Regions from separate parts of the Triticum aestivum genome. Here region 1 is linked to region 2. Evidence: chromatin contacts called from public HiCAR-type data. All regions are on one chromosome and are shown on one strand. Each heading gives the region's core, a stretch centred on a gene start, on an enhancer-like site or on the middle of the called end of the contact. The rest is flanking DNA. Distances are from core to core; before and after follow the strand shown. Region 1 holds the start of LOC123051531 (zinc finger CCCH domain-containing protein 53). Region 2 has its middle 11 kb from the start of LOC123051530.

Region 1 (4,708 bases), core at 1,827-4,326, 180 kb before region 2:
GGTAGGAGATGGTGGTTAATGCCGCCGTTCCTGGCGCCATTGCTGTTGATGCCGCCGTTGTAGGCCGCGTTGCAACCTGTCGAGGCGGCGGCGGCGGCGATCTCCGACTCAGTGGGCGCGAAAGGATCACGGGCGAAGGCCCCCGACTTGGTCGGCGACGCGAACGGGCTGTCCGGCAGGTTATGCTCCGCGCTGCAGATTAGATTAGCACAAGGGGCTAAAGGATCAGTTTGGTGAAATGCTTACTTCCCTGCACTGCTGGACGAAAGCTAAGTGTGATGAAAGGAACAAATGGTGATGATGATGGTGATTTGTTTAGCGTGTAATTCCACCTTTGGTCGCTGTCAGTGTTAGGGCTGGTGGTGGAATCGCCTGAGGTTTCATCCTTATCAGCTCCGTTGACCGCATTGTTGCGAGGAAAAAGGAAGCCGCAGCCATTGCCTTGCTCCCCTGTTAACACAAGATCAGCACAGCAAATGTGAGCAACACTGCATCTGTTGTGGCCAGGTAATAATAAGCTCTTCTCTGTTGGCCACACACAAGTAATACCGGAATCGGGCGGCGACTCGAGGGTCGGGGTGGCGGCGGTCGTGTGGGTGGGGCTGAACGGCTTGCCGATGGGGGTCGGCGCGGCGGCGGCGGCGGAGCGGGTCTTGAGGTCGAGCAGCTGCAGCCCCATGAGGCGCCGGCTCTGGAGCTCAATCGCCTGCTGCAGCTCCACCGCCTGCTGCTGCTCCTCCAGCTTCCTCCTCAGCAGCATCTCGTTGGCGCTGTTGGAGTGCTGCAGCATCCTCGCACCTGGAGCCCAATCCAACACAAGAATCTCAGCTCAGCACACACTCACTCATCATGCATATGAACATGAACAATCAATCAACATGGAAGTTGCAACAATGACGAACCAACAATCTGGTGCAGATCGAAGGGGTCTCTGGCGTCCAGCCCGGTGGGAGACCCGCAGCCGGAGAAGTCCACCCTCTCGCCCTGCTGCTTCCTGCAGAGCAACAGCGGACATAAATGGTCATGGGGATGTCTTGGTTAGTTGCTGCTGCCGGAAGCAAGCGGCAAAGGTCGCCGTGGGCGGCTTGCCTGAACTTGTCGGGGACCTTGCCCTTCTCCTTGTAGGGCTTGACGAGCACGCGCGCGTCGCAGATGAAGTGCGGGTTGCCCTTGGCCAGGATCAGCTTCACCGTCTCCGGGTAGACGAAGGTGACGAACCCGAACATGCGCTTCTGCTGGTAGGGGATGCGCACGTCGTGGACGGGGCCGTAGATGCTGCGGTTCAGGGGAAGAGCACGGTTAATCCCGGCGAGTCTTGCAGGCAGAGCGGAGGTAGAGCTGTGGTGTGCGAGCGAGCGAGCACGGTGAGGTACCTGAAGTAGTTGGAGACGTCCTCCTCGCGGAAGGTGCTGTCCGCCGGGAAGGTGAGGTAAATCTGCCGGGACCCCGGGTTCATCATGCTCGCGAAGTCGCCGCGGTCGAGACGGGGGCGGTTCATGAACTTGTGCGCCTCGTCGCCGCCCAGCATCAGCGCTGCTGCGGCAGCCGCGGCCGCCGCCCTGCGAATCCGAGAGCAACCGGTGAGATGCCCGCCGGTAGAAACGAGAGCTAGGAGCTCGTAGTTGGCGAGGGTGGTGGGTATTTAGTACCTTTGGCCGTCGTTTTGCTGCTGCTGCTGCTGCAGGAGCAAGCTGAGGCACTTGCTCGCAGCGGAGGGGGAGCCGGGGAGGGAGCCGGTGGGGGAGTAGGCGAAGCCGGCGGCCGCGGCCAGGCGCTGGGACTTGGAGCGGAGGAGGAAGTCCTGGCACTGCTGCTCCACGGCGGCCTGGTCCATCTTCGCGCCGGCGAGATCGTCGGGGAGGCCGCCGTGCACGAACCTGCAGGCGCTCCCGTTTTTGCAGTACCCGCGCGCGTAGTAGAGGCACGGCTTCCAGCCGAGGCCGTCGCCGCCCCCGAAGCAGAGCTCGCTCACCGACGCGCTCCTGCGGTGCCCGGGCCCGCCGTTGGCCCACCCGGCGCCGTACGGGAAGAGCCCGCCGTCGCCGCCGCCGGGGCTTCGGCACTCGCCGCCGTCGAACAGCGGGAGCTGCTGACGCCCTCCCCCGCCGCCCATGCCTCCCTCGGTGAGGAACGCGAGCTGGTCCTGCAGGTGGAGCTCGTCGAGGATCAGCGATGAGTCCCCGCCGAAGAAGGGCGACTGCGGGCCCCCGCCGCCGTTGGCCGGGCTCATCAGCTGCTCCTCCCCGACGCCCGCCATCTCCTCCGCGGCGCCATTGCTGACGCTGTTGCTCCTGGAGAACACCGGCTGCGTGGCCCAGGACGAGGGCGAGGAGACCGACAGCGGCGAGGGCGCCGTGCCTCCTCCGCCACAGCCGCCGCGGCCGGAGTTCTGGCGCGACAGCATGAAGGGCGAGGAGTGGGCGGCGGAGGTGGGCGAGGCCGGGAGCAGGCCGAGGTCCTTGCGCGCCTTGGCCATGACGGCGAGCAGCAGCGCCTCCGGGCCGAAGGCGAGGCGTATCATCTCCTTCTCGCCGTGGTCCTGGATGAGCAGCAGCCCCATGATCTTGGCCGCGTGGTCCGGGTCCAGCCCCTGGATCCGTGCGAACACCACCTTGGTCGCCTCGTACGCGTCCATGCCGATCGACCAAGCTCACTCAACGAAACCTAGCAAACAACCTCACACCCCTTCTTCCTCCTTCGTCGCACAGCACAACAACAACTAGCTAGAGAGCGAGCTGGAGCCGGAGACGAGCAGCTCCATGAATAACCCCGAGAGCTCCCTCGTTCGTGGGCGGCAGCGAGGGTTAGCTAGCGAGCGAGCTATACTACTTGCGGCAGCGGCAGCACGAGGGTGGTGCGCACCTTCCCTTCCGTCCCCCTCGCGCTGTATCCCAATCTCCCTATGTATAAGCTGGCCGCCCGCCCGCCGTCCCTTTTCCCGGGAGGAGAGGAGCGGAGATGACGAGGGAGCCGCCGGCGATTGGCGAAACCTCGCGAGGGGGTTTCCGCAAAACGCGTCTGTCCTGCGGTGTTTTTATCTGCCGCTGCGATGTTTTTTCCCCGCTCGTCGTCTCAGAGGGGAGGGAGGGAGGCGGGATAGATAGATCTGGATCTCCGTGGCCCCCATTTATAAAAACTCGATCCAACGCCTCTGTCACCGCCTTTTCTTTTCCCTGCATTCTTCCTGTGCTCTCCGGGCGGACGGATAGGAACGCCAAATTACCAATAGTACCGCCATCCAATCAATCAACCCGGCGGTAAAAAACCGTGCTGCGCTGTGATTTCTCGTTTTTACTGTTGTTACCGCTGCGTGCGCGGGCGGGGTGGATCTGTGCGTGTGTGATTGACTGGAATGGCCGCGATCTGGGGTGCTGACCGGACCGGGGCCCAGCGGCCCACGCGGCGGCGCCCACTCCGGTCGCCGTCCCGTCCCGCCCCGCTTTGTCCTTTGCCGCGTCGCCGCTGCTCCCTCGCTGCGCTGCTGCGTTGCTGCTGCCGCTGCGGCGGCCTTTCGCGATAAGAATGGCGCCCGGCCCGGCCCGGCATTTTTATACTCCTTTCCTCCGTTTGATTTGATGCCCGTAGCCGAGCTAAAGCTACTAGCCTCGCCTCGCCTTTCCGTCGCTTCACAGCGTTTGTTTACTCCCAGATCCTTGTCGCTTGCCCCACTGCTGTGTAAACTCGATTATTCGTCTCCTTTTGCTGCTCCAGATGATTATTGTTCTCTAGTTAGTACTAATCTTATTAGTGGCCCTAATTGACGCCAAATTTTTTGCTTCTGCAAACGGACGAGTGGCTTTTTCTGGGACGAGCCGCACGGAGCGGGGAGTACGTATCGGGGTCGGGGCGTCGAGCGAGCGCGCTCCCCGTCATCCTCCGTTGCTCGCGTACGTCCTTCTCGCCGTCGCTTTCCTTCCTTCCTCCTCCCTCGGCCTCCACTGGCCACGGATCAAACCCAAAATTTCGAGTGTAAAATACTCTCCTGTCATGCACAACCGAATAATGGAGCATACGTGGAAGAAAAAAATGTTGGGATAAACCGCAATTTCCACGTCACTTTCCGGCGGCGGGCCCGGCGTGCTCTGTTTGCTTGTTGTTGGGCGCGCGACGGGCGCTGTCTGTCCCCCGTGCCGCTGCCGCGTCAGCTCGTGTTACGTGCCTCCTGCCCCGATCGGATTGACATGCGACCGTGCGGGTCGGTCTCCCGGCCGATCGCGACGCCGGTCGCGCGAGTGATCGATCATCATCCGTTGGCGCGGCCAGTGCGCGGCGAAAGCCGGGAGCGGCTGGAGTTCACGGCCTCGCGTCGTGGGAAACAGGCCGTGAACTTGGTCGGGGGGTAGGGGAAAGCCGAAAGCCAAGTGCGATTGGCGCTGATGCCCACGGGCCAGGGGTGATTTGGCGCGCGAAAAGAAGCGACGACCCTGGGGGAATGCACGGGGGCTTTTGCCGCGCGCGCGCGCCTGGTTGGTCGCCGTTGCCCGGCCCCCGACTCCTCTCTTTTCACCGCCTTTCGCGTGCACGCGCGGTGGCCTTTGCCCCGCCCTGCGCGCGCGCAGCCACGGCACGGCACGGCGCGGCGAGGACTGGCATCCCGTGCGCGCGCACATGGAGGCCCTGCCCGCGGCTGTTTTCGCTTGTCCATCGTCCAGCCCGGTGCCGTACTCCTTTCCGTTTTCTACCAACCGTGGCAAAAACGAGTTCACCG
Region 2 (4,772 bases), core at 205-2,704:
GTGAAAATGTTACTTTTTGACACTTTTGGTTATGTTACAATTCTATCTGCAGAGTGAAAAACATTAAAGAGTTAAATTCAGATTTTAATAGGAAATGCCAAATTAGATTTTGTTGTGAAAAGTTTAGAAAATATTCATGGTTTTTTATCAGTTTGTGAATGAAATTTGGAGTTGAAAATTAGCAATATGATAGGTGTAGTACGTGCCCATTTTCTCTGCTTCTTTTCAAAAGGAAAACCAAAGCTCGCTCCTATCTCTAAACGTCGGAGTTCCCCATCAAACCCTTTGATTCATTTTTCTTGGAAGTTCAACGAACTTTGCATGCTCTGAAAATGCTTCGACTACTCTTTGTTGCAACCAAATCAATTCGTGTCGTCGCATGGTTTGCTTGAGCTCGCCATCAGGTGACAAGATGGACTTCATCCCTTGGGGAAACAATGTCTCCCTCAAAATTGTTGCACTAGAAGTGGGGAAGTAAAATGTTAGGCGCACACGCCAAGGGTGTATCTAAAAGTTCCACCGGCTATGCTTCTCAGTTTATGTGCCACATTGATTTCGTGCTCTTCACAATCTAAAAAAATGATATCGTGCTCTTAAGTCCCAGTGGCACAATGAAAACATGTGACTAAACCGAGAAATTGAAGTCCTTTGGTTCAAAGACTTTCTGATTTTTATAAGGCTGTAATTCGTTGAATATTTTGCTATGTCGATGGTTTGATTCATATGATTGCCTCCCATAGGGATTTTATATGCTACATTTGCATTAGATTTCAATGGGAAAAAAATTATCCACTCTCTCTTGTGCCACCAGGGGCAGGGGGTGGGGGCGGGAGGGGGTGCCGGGCTGGACAGCGAGGTGGCCGAGAAAATGGCGGCGGCGGCGATGGCGGGGGTAGGGTTCGGAGGGGGGAGGGGGGTCTGGGGAAGGGACAGCGACGGGCGGGTTAGGGGAGGACACGGGCACGCGCCGTTCAGCGTGTGTCCGTTTCGACGCGGCCGGACCATTTGGGGTCGCGTTGGAGTTGGCCTCGGGGCTCAGGGCCCCCTACCAGCACGACGAGTCGAACACGGCTGCGTGGCCGTGCCCTCCCATTTCGCCCGGTCCGATCGGCTCCACAGTATCAGCCAGGCAGCACAGCACGAGTGCGTGCTGCCGGTGGCGCACATGCGCAGCGCAGTCCCGACGCCCTGATTGAATCCCCGAACCGCACACCCGGCGTAGTACGTACTCCTACTAGGATGGATGCGAGCGCGACCCGGGTCCAAGGGAAAACGAACGCAGGCGCGCGCGGGCATTCCACTGTCGTTTTCGGCCTTACATGGCGTCAAACGGGAAAGCCGCCCGCCCGCCTTTCCTCTCCTCCGGCCGAAACAGAACGAGCAGGCCTCGTCTGAGCCGTCGGGTTAACCACGGGCCCGGCCCGAAAGCGGCGGGCCCCGCGGCCCCGGCCTAGCGTGCGCTGCTTGCTGTAGGCACGAGCGAGCGAGCGAGCCGGCCGGCCCGTCCAACGGAGAGGACGGACAGGCGCAACATGGCGGGCGCGGTCTGGGTCGCGCTGATTCAGCACCATGTGCCCTGTGTCGTCCTTGCACAGTCAGATGGCAATCATCAAACTAAAGTAGTAATTGCCACAGCCAGTACCACTGGATGTCGCTCCTCCCCTGGGCTGGCTGCCTGGATCTCACCACATCCACAACCGGCATACTGTATTGTTATCTACGTGTTGACTGACTGACTGCAAATTTTTATCCAGAAACCGTATGAGCTCAACTCCTCGAGATGCAAGATGAGCCTCTCGGAGATACGTACGTACGTGCGTATGTATACGATTTAGTTGTACAAATCTGTAGACTCGTACTATACTCAGCCAAGCAGGCGCGGGAGCTGGCTGGAGGCTGCGTGCCAACTTGACGGGCCGCTGTCTCTGTCTGCGAATACCAGACACTTAAAAGGGCACAGCAGCGTCCTCCTCCGTGAATGCCGTGGGGGGCCTGCCTGCGACGGGTCACATGGCGAGGCACTCATGGCGACCCGGACCGGACGGGATCCCGACGGGGATCGGCCGGGCACGAATGCGTTCGGCGTAATTGATCGGCGTCTCGGAGGTAGGTAACCACCAACGGGTGACAAGGCCCCTGCCTACCCTAATCTGCCGCGCCTTATATGTAGGCGAGGCCGTGCCGTGGTACCCTCGGTACCCTGCTGCCCCCCGTCGCGACATGGCACCGCGAGCTCACAGCTCTTCCTTGTCCATTAGCACTCACACTCGCTTATTATTCACCCGTCGTCTACATCAAACCTGTCACCTGTCTGCCGCGATCATGTGTGAGGAGTACGTGCAAACCAATCGGGCGGGCAGGCAGGCAGAGGGATTTATCTGACGCGATGGGCGGGCCGCTGCTAGAACCAGTAGGAGTAGTGCCCCATTGCATGTGCAGTTGTACCATGGACACTGTACCAGCCGCTGGGCCGATGGTGCATCTTGGACCGTTGCTAGCAACGTGTACTGCGTAGGGCTATGGTGCTGGTGGCGCTAGATAGATCATAGATGTGGGCGGCCTAGCTAGCTAAGCCAAGCAGAGGCGCGGCAATGGAATTTGGAATTGACAATGTCCGGTGCGTGCAGACACAGTGCCAGATCACCAACCCGTGAGCGGGAAACAGTGGGCCGATGGCAATCAGACGCGTATCCATCGCCACGGAACGGGATCAGTGGTATCTTCTTCCCATCTGGATCGAACAAAACAACGTCCCCAGTCAGTCAAGGTTGCATGCAGTCTCCAACAGCCCAACTCCAACTCCAACTCAAACTCGGTCAGAAGAGGCAAAGGAATGAGAAAAAGATTGCACATGCACCGCATGCATGGGGTTGGAATGGGCTCGTTTACGTACTGTTTGTTATAGCTCGCTCCAACTTTTACCGGCCATGGATTTGTAGACGCAAGGGGTCAGGTCAGCTCAGGTCAGATCACACGTAAAAAAACAGCGGGAAATGGAGCAAAATGGTACTGTACCAGTACGCTCAATCCGGCACCCCGTACCTACCCCATGTGGGTACCAATTGGACGCTTGCTGGACACAGCCGCAAATCGCGGGACGCGACCACCGCACTGTGGAGTGTGGAGATCTCTCGGCCAGTGCAGAGCATGCTTGCTCGATACCAGGTCATTTGCACATGTCGTGTGAAGATTCAAAAAGTGCATGTCTTCTGCGTACACAATCAAACCATGTATGCATCTCCAGGGAAGCTTCCAAATTCCAATACCTGGAGCTGGAAGCACAAAATCTGCTGCTGTATCTCTCCAGAAATTTTCTATCGAGCCCATCAAGTCAACTATTGAAATTGCAAATCAACAGCCTAAGCTGATGTTGAGGTATGATGTTTCTCCCTGAACATTTTTCTTCTGTGCGAGCCTAATCGACTTGACAAGCTTGGTCGTCACCCGAAAGCGAAAGCGCATGTGGTAAGTAAGCGCGGTCAAGTAACACACCTGCTTAACGAAGACAGGTCGCTGCCAAGGTAGTATATAGCTGTGGAGGCTTTCATTAGTTTTATTCAGGTGGATGTGACCATGCCTCCTTTGCACTTGTACTATCATCACAAAAGATTTGTTTTTAGCCTCCTTCCCGTTCAACGTCGATCTGTATAAACTATAATCTGACCCCTCCCTTCTGTTTTGAATATCGCTTCAAGAATTAATTAGTTGGAGGGATCTGATCAGGGAATCATCAGATCGTATAGCGCCCTTATCTGTTTACTAATACTGCCCCCCTTGTCTTGATGCAACTATTGTTCTGTATTATATTACGAAGACCATGTTCGAATAAGGCTGAAGACGATGGCAAAGAAATAGTATCTACACCGTTCATATTTTTGGGCTCACACCATGACGGTGTTGATTAACAAGATAAGTCTGATCATTGTATAAAGGAAAAAAATACGACTATATTCCCAAATTTAAGCATGTGTGTTGTTAGAAAAAAAATGCATGCTCACTTTTATGTCTGAAATTGGGCCAGTTGCCCTGGATATGGACGTTTGGTTTCTGTGTGTATATACAGTTATACACACTATATGCAAAAACATGGTAATTACAAAAAATGTCGGAAGACTCTGAATTTTTTTGAAACAAAGTTGACCTTCCATTTTACTTGTAAAACAATTCCACGAAGGAAAAAACCTGTTGACTGCAAAGAAAAAACAAAAAATAAGGTCAAATATGTGTGAATGGTAACTTGTATATAGCAATAAAATTGTTTTTTGCCCAGAAGTCAACAGGGGTTTTTTCATTGTGAAAATTTATATACTAGTGCCAAAAAAGTCATGTTTATTGCAAAAAAGTTATAGATTTGATTTTTTTTCATAATTATTTTTCCTCATATAGGGTATATATATATACACACACACACACAGGAATCAAAGGGCATTTCCTTGGTGCCCGTAGATGTTTACAACAACAACAGGGCCTCTAGTCCCAAGTAAGTTGGGGTAGACTAGAGTTGAAACTCATAAGATCTCGAAACCCCCTAGATGTTTTTCAAAAAAAAAAGTTGTCCCTAGATGTATGAATGAATGAAATGATAAAAGGTAAAAGAACAGATGGTACATACACTCCATTGGCAGACTGAGTGACTGACAGTACTGAAAGGCATCCAGTCAATCATAGAAACGAAATGGCAATTTGGTGCCTCATGGGTTATTATATGTTGTTCTTGTACTAACTTTTGGCATGCCTTGGCCTTTACTCAAATTTCCTTTTGGCTGGTTAAA

Evidence for each region. HiCAR-type assays count read pairs that join an accessible place to other places.
Region 1: a contact with region 2 is called in a HiCAR-type map of leaf, with 5 times the contacts expected there. The contact joins the promoter of LOC123051531 here to the enhancer-like site in region 2. A contact is called at or near these places in 5 of 5 Hi-C or Micro-C datasets (leaf, root and an unstated tissue) and 1 of 1 datasets of contacts at active chromatin or transcription factors (leaf).

The regions. Positions count from the first base shown.
Region 1 is chr2D:57,546,679-57,551,386 of IWGSC CS RefSeq v2.1, reverse strand. LOC123051531 (zinc finger CCCH domain-containing protein 53) reads right to left here and starts at 3,076. Exons shown (of 9, transcript XM_044474423.1): 1 at 1,650-3,076; 2 at 1,374-1,559; 3 at 1,090-1,275; 4 at 903-994; 5 at 541-798; 6 at 333-450; 7 at 1-192. The coding sequence starts at 2,635.
Region 2 is chr2D:57,369,538-57,374,309 of IWGSC CS RefSeq v2.1, reverse strand. No RefSeq gene overlaps it. Among protein-coding and RNA genes, the nearest start is that of LOC123051530, 11 kb to the right of the region's middle. Within about 2 kb of position 1,454, at least 7 of the 8 cell types and tissues checked have an H3K27ac peak or open chromatin away from gene starts, as enhancers often do. A contact at or near this core is called in leaf and root, where this site is marked.